Linked DNA regions of Mus musculus: regions 1 and 3 are each linked to region 2. Evidence: chromatin contacts called from public capture Hi-C and promoter capture Hi-C data. All regions are on one chromosome and are shown on one strand. The core of a region is the stretch at or near the end of the contact, and the rest is flanking DNA. Distances in the headings are between cores, read along the strand shown.

Region 1 (4,004 bases), core at 1,289-3,788, 810 kb after region 2:
TCTACTTCGTTGAAGAATTGAGTTGGAATTTTGATGGGATTGCATTGAATCTGTAGATTGCTTTTGGCAAGATAGCCATTTTAAGGCTATACTCAACAAAACTGGAAAACCTGGATGAAATGGACAAATTTCTAGACAGATACCAGGTACCAAAATAAAATCAGGATCAAGTTAACGATCTAAACAGTCCCATATCCCCTAAAGAAATAGAAGCAGTCATTAATAGTCTCTCAGCCAAAAAAAAAAAAAAAAACCCAGGACCAGGTGGGTTTAGTGCAGAGTTCTATCAGATCTTCAAAGAAGATCTAATTCCAGTTCTACACAAACTATTCCACAAAAAAGAAGTAGAAGGTACTCTACCCAACTCATTCTATGAAGCCACAATTACTCTGATACCTAAACCACAGAAAGATCCAACAAAGATAGAGAACTTCAAACCAATTTCCCTTATGAATATCGATGCAAAAATACTCAATAAAATTCTAGCTAACCGAATCCGAGAACACATTAAAACAATCATCCATCCTGACCAAGTAGGTTTTATTCCAGGGATGCAAGGATGGTTTAATATATGGAAATCCATCAACGTAATCCATAATATAAACAAACTCAAAGACAAAAACCACATGATCTCCTTAGACGCGGATAAAGCATTCGACACGATCCAACACCCATTCATGATAAAAGTCTTGGAAAGATCAGGAATTCAAGGCCCATACCTAAACATGATAAAAGCAATCTACAGCAAACCAGTAGCCAACATCAAAGTAAATGGAGAGAAGCTGGAAGCAATCCCACTAAAATCAGGGACTAGACAAGGCTGCCCACTTTCTCCCTACCTATTCAAAATTGTACTTGAAGTCCTAGCCAGAGCAATTCGACAACAAAAGGAGATCAAGGGGATACAAATTGGAAAAGATGAAGTCAAAATATCACTTTTTGCAGATGATATGATAGTATATATAAGTGACCCTAAAAATTCCACCAGAGAACACCTAAACCTGATAAACAGCTTCGGTGAAGTAGCTGGATATAAAATTAACTCAAACAAGTCAATGGCCTTTCTCTACACAAAGAATAAACAGGCTGAGAAAGAAATTAGGGAAACAACACCCTTCTCAATAGTCACAAATAATATAAAATATCTTGGAGTGACTCTAACTAAGGAAGTGAAAGATCTGTATGATAAGAACTTCAAGTCTCTGAAGAAAGAAATTAAAGAAGATCTCAGAAGATGGAAAGATCTCCCATGCTCATGGATTGGCAGGATCAACATTGTAAAAATGGCTATCTTGCCAAAAGAAATCTACAGATTCTGAATTACTTTTCTATTGGTGGGACAAAACACCACGATTAAGGCAACTTATAAAAGACAGCATTTAATTTTGGCTTACCATTTCAGAAAGGTGGAGCCCAGGAGTGGAGGAGCAAAGGCACGGAGGCAGGAAGAGCTGAGAGCTCAGCCTCAATTCTCTCCCCCACCCCCATGCAGGATTGATGCTTCATCCACCTGCACACCTCCTCCAAAAAGAGCACACCTTTTAGTCCCCACCCCCTGCCCACATCGGGGACCAAATATTTAAGCATATGACTCTATGGGAGCCGATCTTATTTCTGCGCACTGCCACACGGTCTTTGTGGATGGTTTGGAGGAACGGGTATGTTTTCTCAAGGACTAGAGTTTATTGGTTGTTTGTCTCCGTTGTTTTTATTTTTATTTGTTTTTTTTTTCAAGACAGGGTTCCTCCGTGTAACGAGCCCTGGCTGCCCTGGAACTTCCTTTGTAAACCAGGCTGGCCTTGAACTCACAGAAATCCACCTGCCTCTACCTCCCAGCTCCTACTCCTCTGGTGTGTTTGTCTTAGTTCTAAGGCCCCTTGTATGTATGTGCGCATGCACCTGCTGGAAGAATGCCCTATGCACTCTTCGCTATTACTACAGACTTTATTTTCTTCCTCCCACAACAGGAAAAAAAGTAGGATTCGTGAAGAACTATTAAAATTTGGCTGCTTTTGAAACACAATAAAAATAAAATGAATTTTAGCTACATAGAGCAATTATTTAGTGGCACACTTTTGATGGTAAGAACTGCTTGTCAGCCATTGGATTCCTCTAAGGCTTGCTCGAAAGCGTTGCTATGGATCCCAAGTAAGGGCAGAGGTGCGGTGAGGTCCTTCTCCAGGTAGTGCCTCTTCCCAGAGTCAGCATGCCCACACAGTGCAGCTTGGTCTGTGGGGGCAGGGCAGCAGGGATGAGGAGAGCTACGGCAAAACCTGAGGAGAATTTTCAGGAGGTGTATACTCTCCTCTGGGTCGCTACTGGGAATCTTCACATGAGTAGGTGCATTCTGATGCCCAGCGATGCCCAGGCTTTGCTCACTAGGTCCATTACCAGAAAGAGTTTATCCCGGAGACTGAGCCTACAGAAGGCAGGCTGGGGCGGGGTTTGAGCGGTCTCCGGGGCGGAGCGTGTGTCCTGGGGGCGGGGTGGGCGGGGCCAGTCGTGAGCAGGCACTGCGGATCTGTTGCCCCGGCGGAGCCTACTTGGCCTGCCTGCGATGCGGTACCAACACCGCACGAAGTGTGTACAGATTCCCAGTTAGACAGCAGGAGGGACCTGGGAGCGGCCAGGGGTGAGTTTCCATGACGATAGGGATCGTGGTGGTGAAGGGCAAGGGCGAGGTCACTCCACACCCAGCCCGCCCTGGGAGTCCTTCCAAGCAAGACTGCAGTCTTTCGGGCGGAGCTCCCCGAGATGGGGCAGGCTCAGTCGAGCCTCAGGCCAGGCCTGAGGCAGGACTTCAGCATCCCGGGCTGGCACCTAGAAAATGGGTCATAAAGGGTGGGTTGTCTTCCGGGAGGGTATTTTGGTACCCCTACAGCAAGGGCCGGCCCGAGTCTATAGGCAGGGAGGAGAGTATTAGTTCACATCCCCCTCCAACAGTCCCAAACACCAGACCCAGCCTACGGAGCTCTGTCTCGGGCAAGCATCGTCCGGCCCCTTCCCCTGTGGTGAAGGAGTCACACAGCCCTGCACTTCTCTGCGCACGGGGGTTGGGGAGACTTCACGCAGTGAGAGCAAACGCGAGAAGGACCCCTGCCCCACGAAGAGTCCAAACCTGGCTTCCAGTCTTATTTTGGCAAGCCTCTTGCACTCTGGGCTTTGCCAGGAAGAGACTGCATGCCAAGTATCCCCTGCAAAAAAAAAAAAAAAAAAAGACCCCCTGGGTGAAGTTCTCTTTGTGTTTGGCATTCAAGGACTCTGGGACTTCCTGGTTTTCATTGATGTTGCCCATTTTTCCCCGTCTTTAGCTCCCTCCGCCCTCCCTTTTTGCTTGCTTTTGGTCGGAATGCTCCATATCCCACTCCCTCCTCCCATCTCCAGGTAACTGGAAATCAGTGACACCCACTGAGCTGGGAGGGCTCTTGTGCCCGCCCCAGCCCAGCTGTCATTACAAATCTCTGTCATCGTCTATGCAGGGATGTTTTATCTCTAAGAGACCAAGAGCTCAGGCAGGGCTTCTGTGCCCTGCTTCCTCCCTGGCTTGAGCTGGATCCTGGACCAGCTGCTGACCTCCTGTTCACTCTGGCACTGCCCTCACGTCTCCGTCATGACCCATCTGCTCACAGTGTTCCTGGTGGCCCTGATGGGCCTGCCTGTGGGTAAGGTGGACAGAGGCTAGAGGGACCCGGTTGAAGCCTGACCCTGGGAAAAGGTGGGTGGAGAAAGGGCAGGCTGGCCAGAATTCTCTCCCCTTCTGGATGTCCTGATCTGGCCGCCAGTGGAAGTGGGAGGTTGCCTGGAGACAGCTGGGGTCTGACTGACAGGAAAAGGATTTCTTCCTGCTCTCTGATCCCCATCCTCATCCACAGCCCAGGCTCTGGAGTGCCACGTGTGTGCCTACAATGGAGACAACTGCTTCAAACCCATGCGCTGCCCAGCCATGGCCACCTACTGTATGACCACACGAACTTGTGAGTCTGGCATCCTGGAGGGAGGCTTCT
Region 2 (3,655 bases), core at 408-2,907:
TTTGTGTTACATCATTGATCTCTTGTGGGCAGGAGTCCTACCACTGAATTATATCCTTAGCCTTTCCTGATGATTTCTTCAAATTTGTCTTCCAGCTCATAAATTCCCTCTTCATCTGTGTCTAATTTGCTGGCTAATTTAACTCTGTGCTAAGTTGTTTTTCTTTTTTAAACATCAACTTTATTAAGATACAATATATCACATACCACACAACTCATTCTTTATTGAATACATTTCAGTGACTTTTAGTGTATTAATAAAGTTGTGTATCCATCACCAGAATCTAATTTTAGGGCATTTCATTACTACAAAATGATTAGTCGTGTCCCAAGCCGGTCATTCCTTTCCCTCCCTGTACTTGGCTAATCTTTCTGTCTTTGTTGGATTCTTACACTTTGGGGCATTTCATGTAAATAAAAGGGTGTGACATGTAGGGTGTTTGTTGCTTCCCCCCCGCCCCCCCAGATTTCTTTTTCAGTGATCACCTCCTTTTCCTGGGAGTCCTTTTAAGGCCTGCATTGGTCTTTTTTCATGTGAGCGAAGTTTCTTTCTGTCAGGTAAACTTGCGGTTTGGCTTGGGGTTGTGTGTTTCTTCTTCTAGCATGTCTTAATAAGCACATTGGCTTTGTGTTCGAGGAGGTTTGTTAGTGTTGAGGGAAATCTAGTCAGGCCGCCTGCCTTTTCAAGCTGCGGCATGATGAACAGGGGTTCAAGGACCATTTACTCCCCTAAAAACACTTCTTACCTAGAAGCCTCACCAAGCCTCTGCTCTGCAAGAATCCATACTATAGCTCAGCCTGTCAACCTGAGTGCAGGCTCAGGCACAGCTGCTCTCACCCCAGTCTGATGGCAGGCTGGCTCTGGGCTCCACAATGGAGTGGAGTGCGGGACTTCTTTTGCAGAGAATTGTGTATGAACTAATTCTTATCCTCGGCACTCTCTTCATCTAGATCCCTTCTTCAAAGTGTCTAGTCCCTCTATTCCTCAGCACTTGTGAACTACTCAAGTGCTCACGCTGTTTGATCACCTGGTGACTTGTGTGACCCTGGGCAGGAGGAGGCTCTATTGCTAAGTGTTCTCCTTACCTGTAACTCAACACCGAGACACCAAGGCAACATGCATCTATAATGTGCTGTTTAGATCAAAGAGAACAGACTATACGCTCAGACTGACAGCAGAGGTTGTCACATCTAGCAAGGACTTGGTATTAGTGACAGTCATTTGTCTGGTATGAGGTTCTGTGGTGGGGGTGGGGCGGGCGGGCAGAATCCAAGGTGTGCTAGCTGCTTTTTCCAGGGCCTAGGGTTTTGAACACGGAACACCTTTCCTCCTGTGTGACAAGGGAGCGAAGGGAGCTGTGGCTTACCCTGAGCCCAAGAGAGCTGGAAGGGCAGGGGGGGAGCAGGAGCCCAAGGTGTGAACCTGGTGTGATCCTTACACAGGGGCCAGGATTGTCATCTCTGTGTGTGGGTGTGGTTGGTAACAAAAGTCCCTAGGGCTGAGTTGCCGGTGGGCGTCGTCATGGGCACTCTTAGGAGTAGAATTGGCTGGAACTATCGGATGCGAGGTGGATGCTGGGGAGGGAGGAGCCCCAAGGCTGGGCGTCTGAACCCCACAGCCCTACCTCTCCGCTTCCCTCTTTCGCTGCGTCTTTGTGCATTTTGCTTCCTTTAGCAGCCAAAGCTCTTCCGAGAATCTGCAAGGGACCTCGGCCAAGCAGAGTGGGAGGATCCTCCCACGCCGGGTAGGGAGGTGGAAAAGGGTGGGGGGCTGCTGCGGCGGGAGCAGGAGCGGGAGACCTAGAAGGGGCGTTGCGCGCGGACGAAAGGCGCCGAGGCCGGGTAGGGCGACCTGCTGAGTGGCCTCCAGCCCTGGGCGCCCCCCACCCCGCGCGTCTCCCAGCTGTGCGAGGCCCCCGCCCCGGTTCCGCCCCGCCCCTCGCGCGGGGTCCGCGTCTGCGGCTGCGTTCCCCGAAAGACGAAGCTGCGCCCCGGTTCCGGTCCGCAGGGAGACCGAAGGGCATCGCTCCCCGCGCCGTGCCCGCCGCTGAGCCCGGAGTGCGGACACCCCAGGGATGTGAGTGCGCCCCCCACCCCGAGGCCCGCACTCCACGCCCCGATTCGCGGTGAGCGCCGAGGCGCGCGCGCGGGGACCAGGGGAGGGGACTCGGCGCGGGGTTCCCGGCCCCCCAGCCCAGGGGTGGGGACGAGGACGGGGACGCGGCGCGCAACCCTCCCCCGCCGGCAGGTAAGGTGCGCTCCCTCCTCCCGCTTTTCCTGTCCGGACGCACCTACAGCTCCTTGGGGAGAGAAGACAATCTCCCCACGCAGGTGCAGGGCGAAGGCTGCGGGGACCTCGGGTGGCCACCTCACCGGAGAGGGCAGACCTCTTTTCCCTGGAGGGGAGGCTGTGATGGTGGATGCTCCCGGTGATGGGTTGGGGGTGGGGCATTGCGAGCTCCTGGACCTCCCCCCCCCCCCCCGCGCGCTTTTGATTCCTGGGGGATGGTTACATCTTCAGGCCAGAAAAGGGAAGGGTGTTTAGGGTTGGGTCCTCTGACCGAGGCTATTCCCCTCCAGGCCTGCGCCCCAGAGGACCCCCGCCTGCAGCCCCCGCGCCTCTTTCAGGCCCTATCGGAGCATGCTGCCTGCAGCCATGAAGAGCCTCGGTCTGGCGCTGCTGGCCTTGCTTCTCTGCCCCTCGCCGGGTGAGTCGGGGGCCCGCGGGGAGGGGTCATATCACGGGAAGCACCACTCTTAGATCTCAGCTCCAGCCACCGGGGGCTCTCCCCACACTCGAGGGCATCCAGCGCCTTTCCACCTTTCTTCTAGTACTGCGCAGATGTCCCTCATTCTCAGAGGTTCAGCGAGCTTCCTATTAAGTCGGGTGGACCTTTCCTGTCTTGGAACCTACCTATCTTTGGGGGTGCTGTGTGTAGGAGTAAGAGGATGCGGGAGGCAGGATGTGTAGGCACAGCACAGGGTCAACCTGGAGGCCCACTCTGGGTCTTGTGGGAGTGAACTCTTCTGTGAGCATGGTTCTGCCGTGATAGCTGCAGCAGGTTGGGGAAGAGGGGGTGTAGGGTCTGGCTGTCCAGACTCGGGTTCCCCTGGTTATCCCTCTCTCATGCCCTGCCTAGCCCATGGCCTGTGGTGCCAGGACTGCACCCTGGCCAATTCCAGCCATTGCGCTCCGAAGCAGTGCCAGCCCACCGATACCGTTTGTGCCAGCGTGCGGATCACCGACCCCAGCAGCAGTAAGCCTGGACCGGGTGAGGGGGCGGGGCTACTGAAAGCTAGATCTAGGGAGAGATCAGAGGTGTCCTCTGAGTTCCTCTTCCCTGGGACAAGATCATGACTTTGAGGCAAGACAACACTGGCTTGTTCCTCCCTGGTTCCACGTCTTAAACTGATCTGGAGGGTCCTGGGTTCTAGGGAAGGGACAGAGCTCAGATGGAAGTGGACCTTAGCCCCCATGCCTTCCTTCTTTCCCCCCAGGCAGGAAGGATCATTCTGTGAACAAGATGTGTGCTTCCTCCTGCGACTTCGTTAAGCGGCACTTTTTCTCAGACTATCTGATGGGGTTCATTAACTCTGGGATCTTAAAAGTCGACGTGGACTGCTGCGAGAAAGATTTGTGCAACGGGGCATCGGTC
Region 3 (4,201 bases), core at 1,234-3,733, 830 kb after region 2:
CCCCTGCAGAGTCCCAGTGTGCCCAGAAAAGCAGTAGCTGTGCAGTGTGAGAGGGGCTGAAAGGTGGGATCTGAGCCCTGCGCCCCGCTCTAGCGTGACTTTCCAATGTCAGCAGCCCCAGAGGAGAAGCCGCAATGCCCTAGCAGAGTAGCAGTGCTACAGAAGTCCTTCATAGTCCTCCTCTGAGCCCTAAGCCCAGACACCCATAAGGCCTGACCCCAGTCACACACAGAACTGATCCTGGTTATATACTTACTCCTGATTCTAATCACCGTGCTTTCTTCCTGGTTATACTCTGAGACCTGATCTTGTTCACACTTCGGGCCCTGACCATGGTCACACACTGAGACCTGATCCTGGTCATAGTCTGAGGTTTGGTTCCAATCATATTCTGAGCCCTGATCCTGGTAACACTCTAAGCTCCGACTCCCTTATACTCTGAGTCTTGATCAGGTTACACTCTGAGCCTTGACCCTAGTCACACACTAAGCTTTGATCCAATGGTTTCTGGAATTGGGAAGGGAAGGACGTGGACCTCTCAGAGCAGAGGCCTCCCAGACGGAGCCAGCCCAGACCCTGGCTAGGCTACATTCCTCCCTGCCCCAAGACGGGAACTTCCCAGGTACCACTTGGGTGGGTGTTAATTCTAGGAGTGATACTTAGGGGGTCGGGTATATTCCAGGGGGTGAGGCAGAGTTGGAGGCCCTGGGCCCAAGGACAGAAAGGAGCTGAGCTGAGTTGGGTGCGGTGGAGAAATCGGGTTTGACCAAAGGACACACATGGGTGTGAATTGGGGCTGTCTAATCCAGTTAACCTCAGCCCATCCGTCCCCACAGCTGTGTGGTCACAGCCATTCGTGGTGAATGATTTGCAAAATCAGACAGGCTTGGGATGCCACCCGGCTTGCTAGGTGACCTTGTCTTAGTCAATTAACTTCTCAGAACCTAGTTTCTTTATCCACTCTAAAATTAATTAGTGCTCTGTCCCTCCAGAACTGTCACAAGGAAAAATACAGTTGGCAGGCTGAGCGTCTGACTCATGCCAGGCTAGGAAAGCCCTGGGAAGTACAGAGGTTGGTCCAGAGCCTAGGCAAATGAGGACCTTCCCATGCAGGGTGAAGCCAGACCCCAGTGGAGCTCCTGAGGGCAGTGGCAAGAGTGGACATACCTTGCTGGGGGCATAACAAGAACAAAGCCAGAGTAGGAGTAAGGTTGGGATGCTGGACAAAGAGACACCTGGGAAGCCCAGCAACAGTGTGGTCTTTACCACTAGCAGAGTCAGGCAGGTAGATATGCTCCCCACCCCTACATGTCTCAGCTGGGACAAGCTACTCTAGGAAGATACCTGTGGGAAATCAGGACGAGCCAGGTGCTGCCAGGTCATGGGGATCCCTGTCATAGCATTCTGTCTAGGGCAAGGACACTACACTCTACACATACACACACACACACACACACACACACACACACACACACACACACACACACACACACACAGAGAGAGAGAGAGACAGACAGACAGACAGACAGACAGACAGACAGGCAGACCTGATGCTATGGTGACCCCCACCCTTAAAATTATGTTTGTTGCTACTTCATAACTGTAATTTTGCTACTGTTATGAATCATAATGTAATTTTTTTTTAAAGATAGAGGATTGACAAAGGGATCAAGACCCACGGGTTTCGAATTGCTGTCCCTACCTCTTGACCTTCAGTGGAGAGAGGAAGGAGGAGGTGGAGGGGCCCAGGAAAGTCCTGCCTAAGATCAGCCTATGAGCCATTGGAGATCAAGGTGTGCAGACAAGCCGAGAGTGGATGGCCCTCCAGGAAACATGAAACAGTGTCCCCCAAAGCAACCCTGGGCCTCCCCAGCTCACCCATCCTCCAAAACACCTTCCTGTTGATCAAGCAAGTTCTGTCTTTGTTCCTTAGGCCTTTGAGTAAACTCTGGGCTGGTTGTCAGTGGCAATTTGGCACACCCCACCTTCCCCCTGACCACTTCAGAGGAGCTGGGAGGTGCAAGATCATCTTGGAAAGATTCCATCCAAGAGCTGCTGGGCCAAAGCTCTGGAGAAGGCCACAAGGTAAAAGCTCTTTACCACAGCTGGAAAAGTGCAGGAGAGCCCAGCTCCCATTGTCCCATTCTGTGCAGCCTGAAGACCCCTGACCTGTCCTGGAAGAAGGAATCTGGAAGATTTTCTTGGCTAGGAGTTGTAGGGTGGTGTGGAAGGGTCCCCAGTGGGAAAAGAAAGACGACCCATAACCTATGGGGAGGAGAGGGGCCTGGGAAGGGTGGAACAGCAGCTTTGAGGGGTGGAGCTCGAACAGTCTGAGAGGGCTGGGTAGGGTCCGAGGGAGCCCCAGGGAGCCCTGGGGAATGGGGTGTGGGTGAGGAAGCAGGGCAGGCCCTCCAGAAATCTGATCCTCCTCTAATCTGCTTAGCCAACCGGTCAGACCACCGCTGTAGGCATTTCCCCACCAGGCAGGCCTGAGTGAGGACCTCGACCATGCAGGGGACCTGGATGGTGCTGTTGGCACTGATATTGGGCACCTTCGGGGAGCTTGGTGAGCATGGGGGAGCACGGGAGCGGGCCCCAGGACTATTCTCAGAGAGAGTTTCTCATGGGGGAGTTTCAGAGAAGGAGAACGCTGAGCCGGGACCGGCCAGGCGGGCAGAAGCCGGCACCAAAGCCCTAGGTGCCAGCGGAGAGCCTCAGGATACTGGTGTGTTTGCTAGTGCAAGCCTTTCAGCAGGAGAAGAGGGGAGATCTCGGATGCTGGGGCAGATGGCCTGGGACTCTGGATATGATGGACATGTAATTGGGGAAAGGACATCCAGAAATATCCAGAGACAGGGTGAGACAAACAAGTGGCGACATGATGTTGACTGTCAGCCCGTTATGTGCTCAGTGATGAGGGCTCAAGCCAGGCTGTTCCATACAGTTCTTGGAGAGGTTGACTGAACCAGAGGCAGAGGCCCTACCAGGTCACTGTCTGTGTGGGGTTGGGGGAGGGATGACTTCCCTGTGTGTCTGAATTGATTGGAGACAAGCTAGGCTTCCTGGGGCTTCTGGGATTGGGTCTGGAATGCTAGCAAGACTGTACAGTGCCTTCCAGCCAGGCTCTACACCCGCAGCCCTCCCCTCAGGGAAGACACCTTTGCCAAGCTGGTACCTGTGAACTCCTCTGTGCAGCTCCCACCCAGTGTTCCAAGGACCTGCTTGTCTGACCCCCATGACAGGCAGCACTTCAGCAGAAGGGCATTTGGTGATGAGGAAGTGCAAGGGCGTCTGCCTTAACAATGTCTGCTCACACCGATCTGCGGTTGTGGTGTGCGCGTGAATGTACGTGTGTGTGCGCGCGCGTGCGCGTGTGCGTGTGCGCGTGTGCGTGCGTGTGCGTGTGCGCGTGTGCGTGTGCGTGTGCGTGTGTGTGTGTGTGTGTGTGTGTTTTGATGATTATTCCAAATCAGCTGTCCCCATCCTGGTCCCAGGCTGAGCCCACTATTCCAGGGGCACATTCTGTAAGACCCTGATTCAATGGTCATGTTGTCTCCCCTGAGCTTGGTTAGTGGGCATCTGGTCCCTGGTTAGTGTCCTTGTCTTCTGAGACTAAGCCTCCATGGCAGAGCAGGACATTGGGTGAAGACATTTTGGGCTTTTGAGACAGGAAGGCCTGTTCACTGCCCTCTCATCCCTCCTCTCCTAGCTATGGCCTTACAGTGCTACACCTGTGCGAATCCTGTGAGTGCATCCAACTGTGTCACCACCACCCACTGCCACATCAATGAAACCATGTGCAAGACTACGCTCTACTCCCTGGAGATTGGTCAGTAGGATCTGCGTGGGACAGAACTGGGATCCCCTTTTCTGACCACGGATCCCTGACCATCTGGGTCCCCACACAGCCTGCACCATCATCCCACCATTTCTGCCAAGAGACTTTCTGTCCAGGCCATTAGCCCCCACCCTTCCCCCTCTCCCCTCATCATGGGAGGCCCCTGAAGTTTTTCTGGAAGTCCTTGTAAAGCTGTCTTACAACTTGTGTTTTACATTCTATATAACATACAAATCCTCCCACAGACCAATTCAAGATGCCATAGGTGTCCCTTGTACATCAAAGGCTTCAGTGGTCCTAGAGAAAGGGGAATCTAGGCTAGTGGGGTGGTTGATCCCAGAGTGGGTGGTCCCTGAGCTTGGG

What was found. Promoter capture Hi-C pulls out the DNA fragments that hold promoters and counts their contacts. Capture Hi-C pulls out chosen DNA fragments and counts their contacts.
Region 1: a contact with region 2 is called in a promoter capture Hi-C map of embryonic stem cells, with 4 times the contacts expected there. The contact joins the promoter of Lynx1 here to the promoter of Ly6h in region 2. A contact is called at or near these places in 1 of 39 promoter capture datasets (embryonic stem cells) and 1 of 115 datasets of contacts at active chromatin or transcription factors (forebrain).
Region 3: a contact with region 2 is called in a capture Hi-C map of embryonic stem cells, with 2.6 times the contacts expected there. The contact joins the promoter of Lypd2 here to the promoter of Ly6h in region 2. A contact is called at or near these places in 1 of 39 promoter capture datasets (hippocampal neurons), 2 of 115 datasets of contacts at active chromatin or transcription factors (astrocytes and embryonic stem cells) and 1 of 9 other capture datasets (embryonic stem cells).

What each region holds. Positions count from the first base shown.
Region 1 is chr15:74,751,513-74,755,516 of GRCm38.p6, reverse strand. Lynx1 (Ly6/neurotoxin 1) reads left to right here and starts at 2,538. Exons shown (of 4, transcript NM_011838.4): 1 at 2,538-2,632; 2 at 3,480-3,662; 3 at 3,873-3,974. The coding sequence starts at 3,611.
Region 2 is chr15:75,565,184-75,568,838 of GRCm38.p6, reverse strand. It overlaps Ly6h (lymphocyte antigen 6 complex, locus H), which reads left to right and starts at 1,657. Exons shown (of 4, transcript NM_011837.3): 1 at 1,657-2,076; 2 at 2,580-2,707; 3 at 3,140-3,256; 4 at 3,498-3,655. The coding sequence starts at 2,075.
Region 3 is chr15:74,732,595-74,736,795 of GRCm38.p6, reverse strand. Lypd2 (Ly6/Plaur domain containing 2) reads left to right here and starts at 2,483. Exons shown (of 3, transcript NM_026671.1): 1 at 2,483-2,566; 2 at 3,710-3,829. The coding sequence starts at 2,509. It overlaps Gm33124 (a long non-coding RNA gene), which reads right to left and starts at 1,915. Exons shown (of 3, transcript XR_384182.2): 1 at 1,879-1,915.